Linked DNA regions of Mus musculus: regions 2, 3, 4 and 5 are each linked to region 1. Evidence: chromatin contacts called from public HiChIP or PLAC-seq and promoter capture Hi-C data. All regions are on one chromosome and are shown on one strand. The core of a region is the stretch at or near the end of the contact, and the rest is flanking DNA. Distances in the headings are between cores, read along the strand shown.

The links. Promoter capture Hi-C pulls out the DNA fragments that hold promoters and counts their contacts. HiChIP or PLAC-seq counts read pairs in DNA pulled down with a chosen protein or histone mark.
Region 2: a contact with region 1 is called in a promoter capture Hi-C map of hematopoietic stem and progenitor cells, with 2.0 times the contacts expected there. The contact joins the promoter of Dnaja4 here to the promoter of Fbxo22 in region 1. A contact is called at or near these places in 7 of 39 promoter capture datasets (the 3T3-L1 cell line, the SN4741 cell line, frontonasal cranial neural crest and 3 more) and 2 of 115 datasets of contacts at active chromatin or transcription factors (embryonic stem cells and memory CD8 T cells).
Region 3: an H3K4me3 HiChIP or PLAC-seq map of embryonic hindbrain shows a contact between it and region 1, with 4 times the contacts expected there. The contact joins the promoter of Crabp1 here to the promoter of Fbxo22 in region 1. A contact is called at or near these places in 1 of 39 promoter capture datasets (hippocampal neurons) and 1 of 115 datasets of contacts at active chromatin or transcription factors (embryonic hindbrain).
Region 4: an H3K4me3 HiChIP or PLAC-seq map of embryonic stem cells shows a contact between it and region 1, with 9 read pairs. The contact joins the enhancer-like site here to the promoter of Fbxo22 in region 1. A contact is called at or near these places in 3 of 39 promoter capture datasets (the 3T3-L1 cell line and hippocampal neurons), 1 of 484 Hi-C or Micro-C datasets (the N1E-115 cell line), 5 of 115 datasets of contacts at active chromatin or transcription factors (the NIH/3T3 cell line, embryonic stem cells and stem cell-derived neural progenitor cells) and 1 of 9 other capture datasets (liver).
Region 5: an HNF4G HiChIP or PLAC-seq map of pancreatic cancer cells shows a contact between it and region 1. The contact joins the promoter of Isl2 here to the promoter of Fbxo22 in region 1. A contact is called at or near these places in 2 of 39 promoter capture datasets (erythroid cells and liver), 1 of 115 datasets of contacts at active chromatin or transcription factors (pancreatic cancer cells) and 1 of 9 other capture datasets (adipose tissue).

What each region holds. Positions count from the first base shown.
Region 1 is chr9:55,207,171-55,211,507 of GRCm38.p6, forward strand. Fbxo22 (F-box protein 22) reads left to right here and starts at 1,765. Exons shown (of 7, transcript NM_028049.2): 1 at 1,765-2,018; 2 at 2,183-2,321. The coding sequence starts at 1,882. Ube2q2 (ubiquitin-conjugating enzyme E2Q family member 2) reads left to right here. Exons shown (of 13, transcript NM_180600.3): 13 at 1-359.
Region 2 is chr9:54,697,187-54,701,523 of GRCm38.p6, forward strand. Dnaja4 (DnaJ heat shock protein family (Hsp40) member A4) reads left to right here and starts at 2,373. Exons shown (of 7, transcript NM_021422.4): 1 at 2,373-2,674. The coding sequence starts at 2,543. Gm46113 (a long non-coding RNA gene) reads right to left here and starts at 1,534. Exons shown (of 2, transcript XR_001779175.2): 1 at 599-1,534.
Region 3 is chr9:54,762,490-54,766,826 of GRCm38.p6, forward strand. It overlaps Crabp1 (cellular retinoic acid binding protein I), which reads left to right and starts at 2,259. Exons shown (of 4, transcript NM_013496.3): 1 at 2,259-2,482; 2 at 2,994-3,172. The coding sequence starts at 2,413.
Region 4 is chr9:54,835,432-54,839,768 of GRCm38.p6, forward strand. No RefSeq gene overlaps it. Among named protein-coding and RNA genes, the nearest start is that of Ireb2, 26 kb to the right of the region's middle. Within about 2 kb of position 2,545, at least 21 of the 459 cell types and tissues checked have an H3K27ac peak or open chromatin away from gene starts, as enhancers often do. A contact at or near this core is called in embryonic stem cells, where this site is marked.
Region 5 is chr9:55,539,412-55,543,748 of GRCm38.p6, forward strand. It overlaps Isl2 (insulin related protein 2 (islet 2)), which reads left to right and starts at 1,738. Exons shown (of 6, transcript NM_027397.3): 1 at 1,738-1,927; 2 at 2,689-2,878; 3 at 2,986-3,248. The coding sequence starts at 1,870.

The sequences.
Region 1 (4,337 bases), core at 515-3,014:
TTATGTGTGGTGTTAGTTTCTCTTGATTCTGTTGGTTAAGAGGGCAGAAAAGATATCTGGTATTCTTGGTCACTTGGTTACCCTAAATATATGATTGCCAGTGGCTCAGATGACAAGTGACAAGACAGAATTCTTCAACACATTATTAAGTTCCTTATGCCTAAGGCAAAATCTTGAATACATTATTGAATTCTAATTTCCTAATGGCTAGCAGATTGACAGCTGCACATTTGGCATGCTTTGGGGTTGGGTTTTTTTTTTTTTTTGATTTTATTTTTCATTGCAGATTTATTTGGCAATGTACAGTAAATTTTGTAAACTTGCATCAAGTTTATGAATAAAGAACCATTTAAAAATCAGTTTGTCACCTTTCCCTCTTATGAGATGCTATAATTCAGGCGTCTATAGGCTCTATATTGAATTTCTAGTGTAGGCTGTTTAAAGAGAAGATGGGGTGTGGGGAGGTTTCAGAAGTGGAGATGAAGATACTGAGAGGGATAGGGAACCTAGAATTGGTGTGTACACACATAGTGTATTCAGTTTTTCTTTAACCATTCCCTTACTGCGTTCTTTAAATTCAAATACATGTGGGTTTCTAGTGCTGTTTTAATTAATGTCTCTAATGTTCTTAGGGTACTATTAGCACAGTTCCTCTTGTACACTCAAGGCCTCTATACACACCACTATCTGTAGATCTCATCAGAATCTCAGCAGAAGGAAAGCCTTTTCTTTCCTTGACTGAAATTCCTGTGCCAGTTTCATGTTTGGTTTGAATGTTATGTCTCCATGTACAGCCTCCCTACTTCATTCAGAAACAGTTGTTTTTTCTGAAGGTTGCCTTAGCTGAGGAAATGTTCAGAAGTCCTCCTCTTAAACATACTGACCCTTGGTGTTCATTCCCTAGTCGTCATAACATGTTCCCGCACCCCACCCCCACCCCAACCAGTGCCTGGTGAGAAGAGTGGAGCCACAGAGCAGTTTGGAAGTTCTAGAAGTAGGATTTAGGGCTCCTGGAGAGCCCAGAGCTGCTGGGGTTTTTTATTAACGGGAAGCATTGAAGTTTTCACACATTCCCAGTGTATCGTGGTGTTTTGGAGACTGTATGATGCGTCCATGTTTGCTACTTAAGTCTTAAGGTTTCCAGAGTAAAGTGGCTGCTGCTTGTTGAGGGCTTGTTCATGTTTTTTTGTGTTATCTTACATATTTTGCAGTAGGGTCTAGATTGTTTTCGGCTTTTGACCCTCCTGCCTCCAGCTTGCTAGATGCAAACATGCATCATCTTGTCCAGCTCAAAATGTTCTAATGGGTTATCACAGTGTAAAAGATCTAGAAGCCAAAACAAGAAGCACCAGGTCAGGCCAAGTAGCTGGGGACAAAGTGCCCCTCAGTCAGGAGACAACCTATTCAGTTGAAATGAAGCAGCCTCTACTGTTCTTTCATTTGTGGTTCGGGAATGTATGGTGTTGGGCTTCATCCCCTGTGATTCTGTATGTAGCCCTGCAGGGAAGAGCCAGCAGGAGCCAAAGAATAATGGCTCCTGTGTGAAAATATCTATCTGGTTTGGCATGTGCTTTCTGTAGCAATTAATAGTGCCAAAGAATGGCGAGTGCTATTTATGTCTACTCGCTTAAAACTTAAGACCTAACGAGTTAACCAGATTGACCAAATAGTGTTTGCAGCCGGCTTAAACGCCAGGCTGCCTCCGGTCCCTTCCGGGCGGAACTGTGCAGGCCGGTGCACCGCCGCAGCGGCGTGTCCAGTACCGGAAGCGGCCCACCGGAAGTGGCGCGCGCCTGCTCAGGGAGCTCGGGTTGTAGGTGGTGCGCCGGCCGCTCCGGTACCCCTGAGACTCTGTAGGGCCTTCGGGCCGGTAGGCGAGGAATGGAGCCGGCAGGCGGCGGTGGCGGCGTCTCCTCCTCCACAGATCCGCGAAGCACCTACGTGCTGAGTAACCTTGCGGAGGTGGTGGAGCGTGTGTTTACCTTCCTGCCGGCCAAAGCGCTGCTTCGGGTAGCCGGGTGAGGGCGAATGGGGCGGGAGGAGACCTTCGTCCCGGAGGGTGGCGGGGTCGCCTCTGCCGGGACCTCTGCCCGGGTTTCCTAGTGCTTAGCTGGCGCTGCGAGGCTGCTGACGGTGGGAACCGGCCGCCCGGCGGCAACCCTTTGTGCTTTTGCATCCCCAGAGTATGCCGCCTGTGGAGGGAGTGTGTACGCAGAGTGCTGCGGACCCATCGCAGCGTGACCTGGATCTCCGCGGGTGTGGCTGAAGCGGGCCACCTGGAGGGACATTGCTTGGTGCGCGTGGTAGCTGAGGCGCTTGAGGCAAGTATGGAGTTATGCGTTGGACAGTCACTTGCAGGACTGGTGGGCCATCTTGGAGAACTTTTTAAAAAATCAAGATTGTGATACATATCCTTGCTTTCGTTAACTCGGAGAACCTATGCTCGTATTCTGGCTTTTGTAGTAAACGTCAGGTTTTGTAGGGGCGTACTGCGGTTTAGTCATTATTAGATGTTGGGCAATTGAAGTATCCAGGTGTCCACTATTACAAGGCCGTACAGAGCCTTCCTTAACTTGCCTCAATTTTGCAATGAAGGTGTTGGGTATCGCTTGCCCAGGGTCTCACACTAGAACCGGAAGAACTAAAACTTCTACCTAAATACGTAAACCACATTCCTTTTCTCATTTTTGTCCCTGGATCCAGGAGAGTCAGTGTTCAGGGAGGTGAAGACAGATTATAGAGCTGATAGATAGTGAATCTCCAGTATCTCACTGAGTGGCAGGGGCCCTCGTGAGGAAATTGCCAATTTGATGCCCTATTATCGCTTAGTATGTATAATAGGCAAATAGGAATGTTCTACTTAACCACAATATAGTCTCCACATTGGGAAGTTATCATTGATGTATGTGTCGATTCTTTTGGTGTTGAGTTTGGTTTTCAACTTGATCCAGAAAGAGGGAACTCAAGTTAAGTGCCTGCCAAAGATTGACCCGTGGACAAATCTGTAGGCCACTCTCTTGATTAATGTTTGGTGTGGGAGCCAAAGTGCCCCAGTGCTTTTCTTAAGAGCAGAAGGATTTGATTCTGTTCCCAATGAGTAACTGAAAGGCGCGCTCCTTTGGTTTGTATGTTTCTCCAACCTGACTTTCTGTACCAGCCCCAACACTTAAGAAAATTCAAGGCACAAGTTGAGTGTGACTGGGATTTATTAGATTTTTTTATCCCATTACCTTAAATTCCTTGATTTAAGAGGTGTCTGCCAGAAACTTCTGCCTTTAAATTTTCTGTCCTGTTGCAGTTAATAAGTATTTGTCTGTAGAGAAGCTTTGAAACTTACTTTTCATTCTCTTCCACTTTGTTCACACAGCACTCATACATACGCTTGGTCTCTTGTGTAGAGCTGTACCTGTTACTGTTAGACTCTCCTTGGTACTCACACAGTCTTTGTGTGGCTAGTGAGCACTCAAGCCAGTTTTATTGTCTCTTAGGGATGACCTTTCTTTTGGCACCAGTTGTCTTCAGCTTGTATTTCACCTGCTTCATTCAAGAACTTAGTAGTTTCACTAATAGTCTTGGTTTCTTTTAGTGGAGAATGGTATTTAATTTAGACTCTAAGGTCAGTACTGTGTAAGTCTACTCACTGTTTTAAGGGTTTGCTTCCTCTAGCCTAGACAGGAATATGTGTGTATGTATATGCATATGCAATTGTTCTTTGGTATTGTCAGGGTAGTCGATGCACCATATTGAATTCCACAGCTGCTCAAGTTCCTTATAAAGTGGTATAGTATTCTGTTAACCTATATTGCCCACCCTTATTTAAATTCAAATTTCTAGATTATTTATACCTCATATAAGGTATAAATGTAGACTATATTAGGAAATAAAGACAAAAAAGTTTGTAAATATAGCATAGATTCGGCCCCTCCCCCATTTTAAAAAAAAATAGCTGCATTTGACTCATTGGATGAAGAGAGAGGTGATGACTTTATGTGTGTCTGGAGCTGTATCTCTGTCAGTGCATGGGGACACATGAGTTGCCTTAGGTACATCCACTTCCTCTATGTTCATATTTACACCTCCCTTATCGTCAGTGAGAAACTTGGCTCAGAGTTCCTCCCACCCACCCCTTCTCCTCTGAGAGGGGGCCCCTCCATACATACCTCCCCCAACCCCCACCCCAAATACCATCAAGTCTCTGCCAGATTAGGTATTTCCTCTCCCACTGAGGCCAGACTAGCTAGCCTTGGAGACTGAGCTGCATGCAGTCTGCTGTGTATGTCCAGCCATGTATGTTCCTTGGTTGGTGGCTCAGTCTCTGAGAGCTCCCAGGGGTCTGG
Region 2 (4,337 bases), core at 1,123-3,622, 510 kb before region 1:
GAGCCAGAGGCCCTAATCCCAGATGTGGGCCAGAACAGTCAGTTCTTTGGCAGGCCTGAGCATTTCAGGTAGGGATTTTAAGGGAGGTGAGGGTCATCTTAGATATACAGCTTTTACAGACCTAGACTGGAAAATGCTCAGAGGAACAGTGTAAAGGTTGGTAAAGGGAATTTTTTATCCATGTTTAGCTAAGGTGTAAAGATTTTTCTTTAAAAATTCAAGCCTTTAAATATAGCACTTGAGAGTCTAAGACATGTGGATCTCTGTGAGTTCAAGGTCTATAGAGTGAGTTCTAGGACAGTCAAGAATGCAGAATGAAACCTTGTCCATAAAAAAAAAAAAAGAAAGAAAGAAAGAAAGACAGAAAGACAGAAAACCCATCAGTCAGTAATACTATGCTGGGTGACGCACAACAGTACACACCTGTAACAACATTTGGAAGGCTAAGAACCCAAGTTTAACTAGCCAATAAACTGAGAACTCTGTTTCTAGGCTCTAACCACACCTGAGCCATCTTTCTCCCATGCCCCTCCTACCAATGCCACTGGTCCACAGAACTGAATCTGGGTAGAGCCGTGAAGCTGTGCTGTGTTCTTACCTCTAGTTCCAACACTAGACCCACTTGACAGGGGCCTGCACTCTACCTGGAAGCTCTGTAGTAACTGGGGTGTAGCCTGGAGTTTTAGAAGTTTTCAGATGAGCTAACTGCAATGCCTCCCATCTATAATCCCAGCATTTGGGAGCCTGGGGCAGGAGGATCCTAAGTTTAAGGGCAGTCAAAGCTATGTTGCAAGACCTTGTTTCAAAGGCAACAAAACGGGGGAAAAAAGAAAAGAAAAAAAAATGTTTCTAAGTGAGCAAGCCAGGTTCTTGTCAGGAGCTTTATAGCTATCATTCTCTTTGATCTTTGCAGATGTCCTGAGAGAAAGATGGGCACTTGACAGTGATCATGTCCCAGAAGTGGAGAAATAAGCCCGACGGCAGAGATTTGTGTAGAGAAGACACAGGAAAATGGAGTCACAAATTCCTGACCTCCTGTCCTGAATCTGCCCAAAAGTGACTGTTCTATAGGAGCAAGATCCAGAAAGTGGATTCTCATGTTCCCCGGAAAAGAAGCTAGCGGCTTGGCTTAATTTCTCATGGGTATTAAGTCGTTTGTATCCCTATTGCGCGCATGAAAGAGGAGCTTCAGCCACCAGATCAAAACCCAGGCCAGTGGACTCCAGGGAGCTGGCCAGGGTGGCTTCCTCTCCTGGATAAAGTGTTGCACCACGAGAAGCCTAAGTAGGCCAGAAGGGTCTGCAGTATTCTGATAGCGCTGCAGCAGCAAGTCCACACCCACATGTTTTGAGTAGTCTTAATCGTGGCATCCGTTGAAAGCAGCCTAGAGAAGTAGAAGATTGGACCGCCTGGTCTTGTAGGCTTCAGTGCCCGGTAGAGCTGCAATACTGGTTCGATGGCTCTGCCTTGGCCCATTTGTGCATTGATATGTGTGTGTATGGGGGTGGGGGTGGGGTGGGGATTCCCACTCCTGAAAAAAAAGAGAGATCACTGCTCATCCTTGAAAGACTTGGAAATAATGTCACTGTTCACAGGTGATAGACGTCATCACTGCTCACAGCTGGGAAACGTCACTCCTCACCCTTGGGGTACTTATGAGGTTTCCAGCTGTGGGCAATAGAGAGGCCAGTGTCCAAACTCAGGCCACCTAAAGGCCACTGTTCACATCTTCAAAGGCTAATGGTCACCCAGCCTTCAAGATGCCTAGGGGGAACCAGCCACCGCAGGATCTCGACGCCACCACAGAAGGCAGCCATTCACTCCAACACCCCCCAAAATGCAACAATCCAAGGCAGACCCCAGAGCACACCCCCGCAGTGACCGAACAGAAGGGGGCCACACCCCGAGGCAGAGGCCGGGTGGGGTCCGCGCGTCCGCTGACCTCCCAGTCCAAGCTCTCCTCTGCCCAGGGTTCGCGCACACGAGGCCCTCCTGCAGGCCATCGGATCCCAGAGCGACCCAACCCCGCGGACCCACGCAAGGGCAAGGGGACGGCCTCGGGGCGGCGTGACAATCGGCAGCGAACGACTTCCACCACGAAGCCCGAAACCTCCACGCCGAAGCCCCCCACCCCCGAGCACCCCAACATGGCCCGTGGCGGCAGTCAGAACTGGAGCTCCGGGGAGTCGGACGGCCAGCCAGAGGAGCAGACTTCAGAAGAGAACGGGTGAGCGCGCGCGCCCGGCCGGAGGACCGAGCCCCGGAGCCGCCGGAACCTCCGCGAACGTTCTGGGCCTATGTGGCGTCACGCCTCCTGGCGGAACCTTCCGCCGGCGCCGAATAAAAGCCGGCGGCGGAGGTACCGGCGGCTCGAGTGCGGCGGTGCCGGGAGCGCAACTGGGTCCCGGGCTCACGCTCGGGACGGAGCCCCGGGAAGCGGCCGCGACCGAGACGGTGACGCGCAGGCCGGCGTCGGGGGCACGGGCCGGGGGCGTCGGGGGCGCGCTGACCCGCTTCGTCCGCCCCACCCCGCAGAGACAAGATGGTGAAGGAGACCCAGTACTATGACATCCTGGGGGTGAAGCCCAGCGCGTCCCCGGAGGAGATCAAGAAGGCCTATCGGAAGCTGGCGCTCAAGTACCACCCGGACAAGAACCCGGATGAGGGCGAGAAGGTGCGGGGCCCCGCGGGGTGTCGGGGTTACGGGAGGACCCGGGCTGTGAATTATTGAAGGCGACGCAGAGGCTCTCTCCAGGAGCCGCGCCAGCCCGAGGGAGGCCGCGGGGCGCAGTCAGTCGGGGGCACCTAGCAAGGCTAGGTGCGGGGCGCCAGTGCCAGCAGCCATCCGCACCTTCGTTCGCTCTACAAGTGTTTCTGGAGCCCCTGCTTCCGGGCTGTGAGGACCCTGACGGGGATCCGTGCTGACCTCTGGGAGCACAGCTCTCTGAGGCAGCCCTGGCATTCCTGTGGGAGAAGACACCGGCAAACCAGAAACCCTGGCACCGGTGAACAGAAGCTATGTGCTTGTTGGGGACCCCCCCCGGCAGCGAAATATTGTGTTTCTGTTCCGCGTGTTGCATAAGCCCTAGGGATGAGTTCCTGTGATCTGACTTGTACCTTAGACAAACCCAGCGTCCCTCTTGAGAGGGACTGAGTGGATATGATCTGTGAGGGCCACCTCCTGCCTGATACAGTTTTCAGACACGGAATCATCACTTTTTTTGTCGTTATTAATCAGGGGTGCAGAAGTCTGTAACCCGACACATCTGCTTATAGTGAGAACTCCAGGTTTCCTGTGACAAATGACCCACGGTTGACCATAAGTACTGACAGATAATAGGCTGAAGTGCTCTGCAACTGGTGTCCTAATTTGAACCTTTTCCATCCTGTTTACAGAAATAAGGCATTCTTCATTTTGTTCCCAAAGCGGAAATGGCCCACCTGAATAGGAGACTCAAAGTACCAGCCATTGCAAGGAGAGTTGGCTAGCTAGTCTGTTTCACTTCTTGTCGTTTAAGAAAACAAAACAAACCCCCAAGGAAACCAAACAAAAAACCCACTTTGGCTGCCCCAGATGAATCTGGGGAGCCAGCGCCATGGTGGGAGCGCATAGCAGTCACACCTGGATCACTTTTGGAGCCGCTGATCACCCTGTCTAGCATTTAGACCTGGGGAAATGACACTCGGATCAAAATACCTGTCTGCATTAGTAATTCCAAGCTGGAGCAGGCAGACTGCTGAAGGTTGGCTGTGGCAGCAATGATAGAATATTTATATTTAGCCACATGTGCCGAATGAATGTGGCTGTCACAAGTTTAGAATGCCTCCCTGTAAAGACCATTATACCCATTTGTGTCCCTTCTCGTCTATATTTAGGTGGCTTACTGTAGCTTTTTAAGTCACCAGCTTTCTGTGTTGTGTTGGTGATTCACAGACTTGTTCAGTTCAGTTACAGATCGCTGACCTTTTTTGATATTTTTGTGTGTATGGGTATTTTGCCTGGATATATCTTTGTGTACCACATGCCTGCCTGGTGCCCTTGGAGGCCAGAAGAAGGTGTTGAATCCTCTGGAACTTAAGTTACAGATGGTTGTTACATTGGTGCTAGGAATCAAACCTTGGTCCTCTGAAAGAACAGCCATTTCTCCATCCCTCCATCTCTCCATCCTGCAGACACTTCTTTAAGGATAGCCTCAAGGCTTCTCACTTGTCTTCTGTTTCAGAAGGCAACTTGGGGGAAAGCCTTCCCCTCTGGTCTCATGTCACACCACAGTCACCAAGAGGTGGTCCCTGCTGTTTGCTTCCCATCTGAAATGAGAGTGCTTTTGCTGTGGCCA
Region 3 (4,337 bases), core at 1,009-3,508, 440 kb before region 1:
ACCTCCCCACCACACCTGGCTGTTTACCTGTGTGCTGGAGATCTGAACTCCGCTGGCATGTCTGCGCTTTAAGCGCTTTACCAACAGAGCCATCTCCCCTGCTCTTAACCATGAATCCCTCCGACTTCCCATTCTCTCCTTTCCCTTCAGTCCATGTGGTATCTTTGCTGTAAAACCTGCCTACTGCTGTTCTGCCTTATCCAAGGAGCCATCTTCACTGGTTTTCCCTGGGCTATAAACTCTGCTTTTCCAGCTCCCTTAGCCTCCAGCTCCTAACCCCAACTTTGATGGGTAACACCTTGCTAGCCAGAAGTATCAAATGGAGGTGGAGGCCTGAATTAGCTTCATGACACCCCTCCTTTGGCCCCATTGCTGTAGAGACAGGATACCTAGCTTGTAGATCCCAGAGCACAAGGTATATACAGGTATATAATCTTTTCAAAGATTAAACATTTCAAGACGGAGGGCTTGGGAGAAGCTCCGATGAGAAAGTGTCCAAATACGAAGACCTGCGTTCTGATCCCAAGCAACCACATGAAAATACAGGCATGCACCGGGGAGGTGGACGTGGGATCAATCGGCCAGCATCGGGGCTTGCTGGCCAAACAGTCTTGCTCAGTTGATGATTCAGTGAGAACCTGTCTCCAAGAGTATGGTGAAGAGTGGGTAGAGACCTCAGACATGTGCACCTGCACATACCACACATAATACATAAAGACATGAAAGTAAATACATGAAATACTTCAAGATGTCCACACCAGAGCTGCTTTCTGTTTTCCAATTCAGTTACCAACTTCTTCTAAGCATACGGCCCCATGTGGGCACAGATGGCACATGTAAGAAGTTGTTGTCCCCACACACCCTTTCCCAGCCCATGATGGCCCCTCTCCACTCTCTTGTCTTCATCTGTCTTAGATGGCTTCTCAGGGCCCCTGGGCAGAAGACCAATTGCAGTCCCTTCTAGAAGTACAGAGGCCCTCTTCTGTTAGCAGCATTCAGCATGAACCAACCCCAGGTCCTCGGGGAATCCTCACCCCACAATCACCTCTAGGCTTCAGAACATCTGCATCTTTTGAGAATCGATTCACTTCTGAGCCCCACCTGGCTGAGCCTGAGGAAATGAGGGTGCATTGATCAACTTTGATCGCTGAGCTCTAAATGGCCTATTTTCACAGGGAAGACTGGACCAGAAGGAATCCTGTCAATTCCGAGGAAAGTAATCTGCTTAGGACCTAAACAGAATTTTACAACACCTGTGTCATGAGGAGTGGGCAAGCTTTTTTTTTTTTCAGCCCATGAAGGAAAAGTGACCTTTGGGGACCTCGAGCAGCATGGTCAACGGCTGATATGGAGCCACCCGTGGCAGGTTCTAAGATCCTGAATTGGGCAGTTTGGCTGAGGTGTAGCAATGGTGAAACAGTGGAAAGAGGCTGCAAGGAAATGTTGAGGTCTGAAAGCTGGTAAGGCACAGGGACCTGTGTGTACACTCCTTAGTGGAGACTCTGGGCTCTGGCGTTGATTTTCAGATCTGTTAGAGCAAAGGCAGGAGCTAGGCTTTCTTGCTAGGCCTTCCCAGTAGGACTGCAGAGCTCAAACCCGCAATTTTACAAAATAAGCTGCCGCATTTCCCTGCATTTTGCTTGTTCCGTCCCTTAGGCAACAACAAAGGGACGGTGTTGGTCTGGGCTCCCTTCTAACTTAAGCAGAAAACCTGCATGAGAGGCTTGGTTTCCAGCACCCGTTTGAACCTGCCTTGGTACCTCCGTGCCTCCATGCCCGGGATAAGCAAGGGTAGGGGCTGGGCCTTTCCCGCCACTCTAATTGGTCCTCCATATGCTAACTGAAAAGCCGAACAGAGCAAATTCGACCGGCTAGTGGCAGCCAGAAAGTATGGGTGGAAAGAAAGTGGCTTCCATGCCTATGGCCTTACTACTAACAGATATTTTCAAACATAGGCAAAAGTAGAGAAAGAATGTCGCGTTCCCCTGAATCCCCACTACCTAGCTAGCCTCATGTATCTCCTCCAGGCCGACCTAGCTTCATTAAACCCTCTCCTACCACCCAGTTTAAAACAGAATGTGGGCGGCGTGGTGGAGGAGGCACCAGGGGAGAGCAAGTTCCAAGTTGCATCACTAGTGGCTGAGAAGATGAGGAATGGTGAGGGGCGCCTTAGGGCGGGGAGTCGGGCTCACCCCTCGTGGGCCACCCCCCGCCCCTCGTGCACGCAGGGCAGGGGCGGGACTTGAGGGCGGGGCCCCAGAAGGGGGGGGGCGCTACCCTAGCGACTCAAGGCGCTTGCGGCTGGGCGCAGAACGCCAGTCTCTCTGCAACGCAGCGTGCGACCGCTCCGCAGCAGAGGTGGGTGCCTGCCCCTGCCTTCGCGCCGCCGCTACAGCCAACACCACTGCCACCATGCCCAACTTCGCCGGTACCTGGAAGATGCGCAGCAGCGAGAATTTCGACGAGCTCCTCAAGGCGTTGGGTAAGCTGGTACAGAGAGTATGTCCGGTCTGTTAGAAGCAGCTGCGAGGCGCCCGGGTCCCAGAGAGGGTGGCCTGGGTAGGTTCAGGCAGGAGGGAGTCAACGGAGTGATGAATCTCTGTTTCCTTTGAGGTTCCCCCACCCCCCAAACCCAGGTCGCAGAGGAGAGCGGGCTCCAGCCCCAGGGAGTTCAACTAACGTTTGCTGGACATTTGGCGCCTTTCTCGACGGTCCCATCTTTATCTCGTGCTAGATCACAGTGAAGAGCAGGGACTTTAAACTGGGGCTTTTAAAAGACCAGATCTTGCCATGAAAGCCCTGGGTAACTCAGGAAAGCCGCTTGCCGACTTTAAGCCTCGGGTTTTCTTCTCTAAAACCCAAGGGAGGAAAGAGACAAGTGGGACTAATTTAAGAGCCCCGTCTAAAGCCAGAGGATTTGGGAAGTGCCAAACAGGTCTGGGGGAGACCAGTGGGTGAGGACCAGAGACCCGAATCTATGCTTCCTTGCGCAGGTGTGAACGCCATGCTGAGGAAGGTGGCCGTGGCGGCTGCGTCTAAGCCGCACGTGGAGATCCGCCAAGACGGGGATCAGTTCTACATCAAGACATCCACTACTGTGCGCACCACGGAGATCAACTTCAAGGTCGGAGAGGGCTTCGAGGAGGAGACAGTGGACGGACGCAAATGCAGGGTGAGGCTCCAGAGACCGCACCTCCTTCCCGGGTACCCCCCCATTAAAACCCTTGACCCGCTGCAGGGTGTGTCACGGGAAGTTTGTGTGACCTGATGGTCCTGGGCTCAGGAGAAAGCCCTACCCGAGGTTCCCCTCATACTATCTATCACCCGGGCGCCAAAAGGCGCGCGCGCGCGCTTTGAACTCTGGGTGGGTGTGTGGTCCTGGTTAGTGCCTCGCTAGCGGCGCCTTCAGCGCTAGCTCTGGCTGCATAGGTAGAGAGGTTCCTGGGACCGCTGCTGCCTCCTGTTCTGCGCAGCTGCCTACTTACCTGTCATAGGTGAAGTGGCTGATTTAGCATCCCGCCCCCTGGGTCCTTGGACTGTAGGGCAAGGATTCGGATCCAGTTGCACAGCCCGGATCCCCCCCCCCTCCGTCCCCGCCGCGCGCGCGCGCGCGCGCATGCACACACACCCCGGACCCCGCACCCATCACCTCTTCCTGCCCTTCCGTGTTCAACCGAGGTCTTTAAGGGAATGGTGAGATTCTTCCAAAAGTAAAAGAAGCAACGCATGTTCTAGTTCAGACAATGTACTAAATGTCCTTTCTAAGTCCTCAAGGACTTAGAACAGACAGAAAGAGGTGGGTAGGGAGAGAGGGGAGGGAAGAGAAGGAGGGAGAGAGAGAGGAGGGAGGTGGGAGGGAGAGGAGAGAGGAGAGAAGGGGAGAGAGAGGGAGGGAGGGAGAGAGAGGAGAGAAAGGGAGAGAGAGAGAGAGAGAGAGAGAGAGAGAGAGAGAGAGAGAGAGATTGATTTATGAGAAATTGGGGCTTGCTATGCAGCCCTGACTAGGGTAGCCTGCAGTTTCCACGTAAACCTGGTGATCTCCGAATACTCCATCATAATCCGCTGGAGTTCTAGGATTACCGGCATCCACCACTATATCTAACAACCAAGAGAAGAGTTTTGTTGTTTGCTTGTTTTGTTTTGTTTTTGTTTTTGTTTAGTTTAGTTTTGTTCTCCTGAGACATGACCCAAAGACTGAGTATCTGTAACACTTGCCGTGCTATCTCATTTTTTAAAAATGTCCCCTTTCTCTGTCATGGGTTTTGTGGTTGTTGTTTTGTGCATTTTGTTGTCTTGTTTGGTTGGTTGTTTGAGACAGGATCTCACTCTATAGCCCA
Region 4 (4,337 bases), core at 1,295-3,794, 370 kb before region 1:
CTCTTGACTGTCCCAGGGGCTTCAGTTGGGCTCAGTCTCCACTGTTGACACAGCCTATCAGATTACAATCTATCCAGCTACCTGTTGGTCCCTCCGCACCTGTTATCTACCCATCTGCCCATTTGTTTGCCTAGACACAGTCCTGTCCTCCACCTCTGCAGACCTTGGTCACCTTGTTTCTGCAGCTGAAATCTGGCTAGACAATGGCCTGACAATGGCCCAGGGCTCCAGCAGGGGATTTTTTATGTGCTTCTGTCAGCTTTCCAGCTTCTAGCACGCGATGTCCCTTGAATTCTGCTGTGGCCTCTTTAACCTTTTGTGGTCATTCAACTGTGGGACCCCGACTTAGAGCATTTCTCCCTGGAAGGTAAAGCCCCTGGACGTTCCCCAAGCTTGTTTTCCCTGATCTCTAAAAATACAGCCAGAAAGAAGCTCTTTGTTCTCTATAGCCAGCAAAAAGCCTTTTTGTTTCTATACTGTACAAACAGAGATGCCTGCCTTCCTGTGCCGAGGAAACGGAGATAAAAATTCAGAAAGAACTCACTCCCCACTCCTGCCTTGTAAATTTCACCAAGGACACCTGGAAGAGAAGAACTCTTCCCAACTCCTCCCAACTCTTCCCAACTCCTCCCAACTCCTCCCAATTCCTCCCAACTCTTCCCAACTCCTCCCAATTCCTCCCAACTCCTCCCAATTCCTCCCAACACCTCCCAACTCCTCCCAATTCCTCCCAACTCTTCCCAGCTCCTCCCAACTCCTCCCAACTCCTCCCAATTCCTCCCAACTCCTCCCAACTCCTCCCAATTCCTCCCAACTCTTCCCAACTCCTCCCAACTCCTCCCAACTCCTCCCAATTCCTCCCAACTCCTCCCAACTCCTCCCAATTCCTCCCAACTCTTCCCAACTCCTCCCAACTCCTCCCAACTCCTCCCAATTCCTCCCAACTCTTCCCAACTCCTCCCAACTCCTCCCAATTCCTCAGCTAGCTGTTAAAAGCCCCCTACTGTCACCGCTTGGGTCGAACTCCCCTGGGAGGGACTTCGTCCTCAGCTAGCTGATAATAAAACCTCTCGCAGTTTGCATCAGGTGTGGTTTTCTCTTGGGTCACTGGGGTGCTGGCCAGTTCATACTGGGACTTAAGCGGAGGCCCAGCTTCGGGGGTCTTACACAACAACCTATATATGTACATATAGAGAGCCAGGTAGAGTTATTTACTATGTTATATGTAAGATATCTGAGAGTTAATATTAGTAATTAAGGTTGGAGCAAAACTATGTGTTCAATTTATTCAATATCAAAGAAAGAGGTGCTGCTTGGCAAATTGCTGCCAACAAAACCGTTGTACTTTTATGAATTTTTATTATTCAGTAAACTCTGACATTATGGAAAAACACAAGCTGACATAGGATGCTTGTGACAGTTGTGGATAATAAGCGAAACAACCCAGAATGTAAAGATTACTGTTTCACAAGAGTCAAGCGTTCATCAGCTGAATTTTACTTTGTTTTCATTAGCCCCAATCAACCATCAGTGACTCAGCACAAAAGCTATGTCATCACTAGCTGCCAAATGAAGCATGTGTACCCTTTAAAATGTTCTTAGGATCATAGCTCACTCTCTTGCTCTTTCCCTCTCTGTCTGCCTCTCTCTGTCTCCTTCTCTGTCCTTGTCTCTCTCTCTCTCTTGTCCTATCTTGAGCTGGCCTTTTGAATCCCCCTCCCCACAAATCTCTTGCCTGGGATCTGCTGTGTCACGGTGTGACCTGCCAGGGTATTCAGCCTCATAAACACTAACATTGGTGCCTGTGAGGAGAATATCCCGTTGCATGTGTGCTTGGGGATTGGTCTAAGCCACCCTGAGCCGCTATCTCTTATCTCCAGCTCGCCTGCAACAGACTCCTCACCTTGGCCCTCCATCCATTACGTTGGTGATCCCTCTCAGTCAGCTTAGATGCTTCCTGAGTCTCTAGTACTGATCTTTTCCCTTGGGTGAGGCTTCATTTTTGAGCTTGGTTTTCACCTTTTGGACTCACTTAAAAGTCTTGGTACTAGGCACAGAGTCTGTCCTCAGGCTTGCCCAGGCTAAGCCTTGCCCCCATTAACTGCTTGTGCATTTAATAGTTTCTGCCTTCCCCCTTTGGCCCCCTGGGTGCTAGGGATGCCTTGGACCTCCCCTCTACCTGAACCATGGAAATTGCATCACCTGTACCTCTGGATTCTCCTTTAGGATACCTCTCTGAGAGCCTCGGATCCCTACACCTGCGCCCAATTCAAGGACCTTTAAACAATTTACAGTTGAATCTGGCCTCAATAGCCCTTAGATAATCAGTCCAAATGTGGCCAAGCAATGAGGGAAGGGAAAACTCCAACCCCTGTTTGGTTTTGCCTCATTGTTCTCCCCACCCTCACCCCGCACGTGTAAATGTCTTTAAGTTAAGGTTGATGGATCTGTAAGTTTGTTGCAAAGTGGGAGCAAGAGCAGGAGCTAGCAGGAGCAGAGAAAGCAAAGGAGGAGGCCAGCTGCAGCTGCACACCAGTACTCCCTGGTGCTTAGGTTCCGAACCCAGCCGCTCACCTAACTCCACCCCCATCCCACACCACACTTGCGCTAAGGTGTGTACAGATCTTTTGTGAATCTGATTCCAATTTCTGGAGCCCAATTCTTCCGCAGCAGCCTCCCTCTGGCCTGCTGTGCCCTCCACAGGGTCTCCCTCTGGCTCCTGCCGTCTGCTACACCAATGCTCTCTTGCTCTCTCCTGGCTATCTCTGACTCTAACTTGGCAGTCCCATCTCTTCAGCTCTCAGCCTCCTCCTGGAGCTTACAGGAACACCTATAGGGTGTCAATTGTGACCCTTTCTCTCTTCCTCTGTCAAGAATCAGATTTTATTACTACAGCTTGGCCTCATTACAGATCAGTGGCCAAAAATTGGCGCCCTTGATTTCCAAATTCTCAAAGATTGTAACAACTTCTGCCACAACAAAGGATCCTAGAGTCTCTTATCGCTAAGGTTCAACTTCCCACTCTTAAAAAAATCTTTTCTCTAAATGATTTCTCTGCAGTCTGCTCTTAAAAATATCTCTTAGGACTATACTGTAAACTCTATCTCGGGATTTGTAAATTCATTGAATATGGTTAAGAATCTATAAAATCTGTAACAAAATTTGGCTTTAGACTTATAACAAAAGGTTTATAATTAAAGTCTATGATATATAATTTTAATTTGCTGCAATAGATAATTGATCACATACTAGCTATGTGATTCAACTTTTGTCTAGAATATACTGTACATGTAACTTAGACTCTTGTTTAGAAAAAATAGATGTTTCTAAATAGCAACCATGTGGCTCTCCTCCATCTTGGCAGATAACCTTCATCAATATGTAAGCAACCACATGGCTGGCAGCCTTCTTTCCTTAGATGACAGGGCCATGTGACTTCACCATCTTAGGCTGACTAAATAGTATAAAGCAACAATGATAAACTTCTCAGTCCTAATGAGCCCTTAGTTTGCTATTGCTAAGGAAACAACACAACACATCACTAAAATATTTTATATGTCTAACTACTTATATCCTTGCTAGTTGTTTAACACTAGGCTTCTAGAAAATTTAAATAAGTAACTATATGCTTGGTAAATAAGGTATATTTGATAGTCAATGTTTGTAAATTCCTCAGGTTCAATCAAGTTCACAGTGATATCTGCCAATCAAGTTTACAGTGATATCTGTCAATCAAGTTCACAGTGATATCTGCCAATCAAGTTTACAGTGATATCTGTCAATCAAGTTCATAGTGATATCTGCCAATCAAGTTTACAGTGATATCTGTCAATCAAGTTCACAGTGATATCTGTCAATCAGGTTCACACTGATATCTGTGTAGCTCCTTTGTCTTTGCTCACTTTCTTAACCTTTAGCTGTTTGGAAAAGCTAATGCATACAAGAAACTATAATAGTCGCCGGGAGTGGTGGCACACGCCTTTAATCCCAGCACTCGGGAGGCAGAGGCAGGCAGATTTCTGAAATTCGAGGCCAGCCTGGTCTACAAAGTGAGTTCCAGGACAGCCAGGGCTATACAGAGAAACCCTGTCTCGAAAACACCAAAAAAAAAAAAAAAAAAAAAAAAAAAGAAAGAAACTATAATAGTCTATAATGGTGCACTATAGAAAGAAAGCTTACTTCATTCAGGTTTATTTTAATGCTAAAGGATTTTCAATTTAATCTTCAAATTTTAAAGCTCAAACTTAACAGGAATAAAGCTGTAAAAATTCTAACTTTATAAAAGCTACTAATTTATAAACCGTTTAGTTTAGCTTTTTTTTTTAGCTTTTTTTTAA
Region 5 (4,337 bases), core at 488-2,987, 330 kb after region 1:
ACGATGAGGTAGGATTCTAAGGCTTTCCCTGCGATTAGTTTAATTTTTTTTAACAAAGCAAAGACAGCTGTTCTAAGTACAACCCATTTCACAGATGAGGAAAAGTGAGGGAGGAAGAAGAAATGAAACACCCAAAGTCACAGAGACCAGCGCTGATGCAGGACCCTTTACTTCATGGTTTGTGGTTTACCAGCAGAGATACAGTCATGCAAACTTAACCAGCCCCAGAGCCAGAGCGGCTGGGGCGCTAGTAGGAAAGATGGGGAAGGGTCGGCCTGTTGTCAAGCGGGTTGTAGGCTGTGGCAAAACTCTGGGTCCAGAGAACACTAGCGCTCTAAAGGTGGAGGCGGGGTCAAAAGCTACAGGAATCCGGCTGTGGAGCGAGGTGCCAGACTGTTTCCAGCGCTGGGGCATCTCCGAGCAGCCTTTCTAACCCCGACTTTCTGCAGAACCTGTGCCGACGCTCTTGACTGCAACCATTTCCCAGCCCAGCAGCTTCGGCTCTTAGCAGTTGGACCGCCGCGCCTGAATTAGATAGATCTCGGGCAGCGAGGCCTGCGGGATCCAAGTCCGGACATAGCTTTTGGTCGAGATACTTTATCCCAGAAGCCCACCCGCGCCCCACTTAGAGAGGTATCAAGTTTTTGGTGTCCTTTCAGAATGGGAGTGAGGGACCAACAGACCACCGTTGGATAAACACTGTTTGTACCTCATCGATTTGTCTTTCAACCCTTTGAAACAAAATTCACAACGATTTTTGTTTAAAAAAATCCCGAGTCTTAGAAATCGCAGATTTTTCTAGGATTAAAAAGCCACCGGGAAGACGGTAAATTACCCCGTGTCCCACATTTGTTTCTGATTAGTTGTGTTGTAATTGGTTTGTGTAACCCAAAATCAGAGAGTTCGTAAAAATCTTTTACTGTATGAGTGACACATCACAGCACTGTTTTTAGGCTCTATGCAGCTGAGAGGAGAAAGGAGAGGGTGGGAGTCAGCATCAATTTAACCAAAAGAGCAAAAAGTAGGAGGGAGGAAAAGTGCCTAGGCCAGGGTGGGTGGGAGGACTGTGGCTCTAAGTCTCTGGATTCCTTTTGGCTTACCCACCTGCAACATCGAGTTTTCTACAGGCGGCGCGGGTGGGAAAGTCCGCATAGAGTTTATCCAAACCCAGGTGCTCATTTCCTACCCGTTCTCCCTAACTTGGACCCCGCCGAACAAAGGCTCAGGCCCACCAGGGAGAAAGGTGGCCGGCTGGACCAGTGATGGTCCCGAAACAGCGAATCCTCTTTTCTCCCTCAAGGTCTGTCGTCCCCAGGAGGAATTTTTAATTTAAAAATTATAAAAGAAAAACACTTTTAAGGGGGAGACGACTCTCATCTATTCCCAGAAGACTATTGCCTTGCTAGGCAAACGCCCTACAAGTCCGAAGAAAGCGCGGCGCTGCGGCAGAGCCCGCGGGGTGGAGATGCGGCTTCCAAGGGATTGCGGGACCCGGGGCTGCAGAGAGGATCTAGGAAGGTTTCGGGGGAGGGGGCTGCGCTCCATTGTTCACTCCGAACCAATCAGAGCTTTCCCACTTCCTCCCAGCCAATCTCCCTGCGCCTCCGTGTCTACCCCAGCCCACCCTCCGGGTCCCCATCATCTCCCGAGCAAGCCCCAGGGCGGTGGGAGAGCTGGGTGACGCTACAGGTCCCGCCTCCAGCTCGGGCCCCGGGCGAGTGCGTGCTGACGTCATGCTGCGTGCGGGCCGGTGCGGAATCGCTCCTTCAACTCCGCGGGGCAGGAGTTAGTTAGCAAAGAGCAGAGGCTGGGCGCTCGACCCTGGTCCTTCTGTCCCCGGCCGCAAGCTTTGCTCACATCTCTCTCTGCATGGTGGATATTATTTTTCATTATCCTTTTCTGGGTGCTATGGGGGATCATTCCAAGAGTAAGTCTTTCTCTGTGTGTGGGTGTGTATGTGTGCTTGATATGCAACATTTCCAATGCAGAAGAATGTTTAGCGGATTCTACAAGTGGCTTTTATTTGACAAAATACTTGGGAGAATAAAAAAAAACAAACAAACAAGCAGTGCATTTCGCCCATAACACTGTTTATTCGTTGGAATCCTACTATTTTATTTTGCAATTAGACATTATTTCCCAAGTTGGCTGGAATGACCTCAGGCTGTGAAATTCTTTTTCTTTTCTGCTAGGACAATTAGGTTTGATTTAGAGAAATGGGTTTCTTCTCTGCCTTAGGAAGGTAGAGAGGTTTCAGTAGCTTGATCTGAGGTGTTTAAACTAAGAACTGTCGAAGAAGCTAAGAGGGGACAGGGCTGAATGCTGCGGTGTCTGCGTTGAAATAGGGAGTCGCTGTGAGCGGGAGCGGGCGGAAATCCGGGCTTGGCTGACAGTGTGGACACGGAGGCGTCCGTAGCTCCCCAGTGTCACCGTGCTGTCGTCTGCCTCCCGTTAGCTCTGTCTCTAGCTGAACCGATACTACGTCCGCGTTCAAAGACGGTGATAATGGAAATATCAGGAGATTGTGTTGTTTTCGTTTCCTACTTTCTGGATCATTCGAAAGTGGTCTCACTTTTAGAGCGGGAGATCAAGCAAGGGAGGGCGGGTTGGGTTGGGGCTGCTGCAGCGGCCAAGGCCGGCCGGGTCCTGTACCGGGCCTGACGCGGGCCCTGCGCCCTTCCCTGCTAGAGAAGCCCGGGACGGCCATGTGCGTGGGCTGCGGGAGTCAGATCCACGACCAGTTTATCCTTCGCGTGTCGCCCGACCTCGAGTGGCACGCCGCCTGCCTCAAGTGCGCGGAGTGCAGCCAGTACCTGGACGAGACGTGCACGTGCTTCGTGAGAGACGGGAAAACCTACTGCAAGCGGGACTACGTCAGGTGAGCCGGCGGGACCCGGGGTTCGGCCCCCTTGGGCTGGGGGGGACACGGCTGCGCGTCCTGGGCTCGGGTCCCTGCGCTGACGCCCGCCGCACCCGGGCCCGCAGGCTGTTCGGCATCAAGTGTGCCCAGTGCCAGGTGGGCTTCAGCAGCAGTGACCTGGTGATGCGGGCGCGGGACAGCGTGTACCACATCGAGTGCTTCCGCTGCTCCGTGTGCAGCCGCCAGCTGCTCCCTGGAGACGAGTTCTCGCTGCGGGAGCATGAGCTGCTCTGCCGAGCTGACCACGGCCTCCTGCTGGAGCGCGCTGCGGCTGGCAGCCCGCGCAGCCCCGGCCCGCTCCCCGGCGCCCGCGGCCTGCATCTGCCAGGTAAGCCTCTCTCCCGGCCCGCAGCGCTGCGCCGCGTCAGTAGGATGTACGACTGTGTAGCCGACAGCTGAGCTTCCGACGGGAAGCCGGTGTGAAAGGCTGCGTGCGCTGGGAACCCTGCTATGTGTCTGCGAGTGCGGGGGTCGGGGGGAATTGTATGTATGTGAGCGTGAGAGCCTCGGGAGTTGTGTTCTCCGTGGCCCGGACCATGTAGGATCGGGAGAGTGGAGGACCCGGAATCCTAGGTGCTGCCTGTCTGGGTTGTGTTTAGAATTCCTTTGATGAACAGGGAGAAAAGGTATCCATCCCACCCGGAGCCAAGGGAAGAAGGCCAGCGGCGCAGAAGAGGGGCCTGTGTTCTTGTTTTGATGTCCGGCTAGCATAAAGAAAGGTTCAGGGAGTTTATTGGTTAAAACCCTCCTAGGATGATAGGTGCTCTGGCCAGGAGTTGCTCAGACTGGGAAATAAGTGTTGACAAGAAGCAGGTGGAGAGGGTGCGACAGGAGACCCCAGTTCCAGGAAGCCAGGGGATCTGCTACTCAGATCGAGGTAGACCAGGCCCTCTGTGTGGCACCAGGGATTTCTTCCTCTCTGTAACTCCATTTCCACACTGTAGAAGGAGGGGATTGGTCTTGGTGGGCTATTTGTAAATGTTTACCCAGAACTAGTAATGCCTAGAGGGGACTTTAATGTAAACAATGCAGCTAAAATCCAGGGTGTGTAGACCGGGTTGAAAGTAAAACAGAATGGAGTTGGTGTTGAATGAACCCAAGCTGAGTTCGCCCAGGGACTCCTCTTTGTTTTGAAATGTAGGCTTGAGGCTGTTCGAGGTGGGTGTGAAAAGCAGCAGACACTGGGCTGAGGGGACCCAGAACCCAGAGAATCTCAGACCGAAGCCCCAAGGCAGGTAGCCAGGAAGGAGCCATTCTGTGCCCAGAAGGCCTCAGCTGCCCAAAGTCTGAATCGTCCTAGTCCGAGAGTGTTCCTAAGGGCGAGACTAGCCTAGGCGATCCCTTAGGAGCAGAAAGAGAGTCTCCTAGTCTAGGAGTTGTGCTATGACCTGAGTCCTTGTCCTTTTCCTTTCCCCCT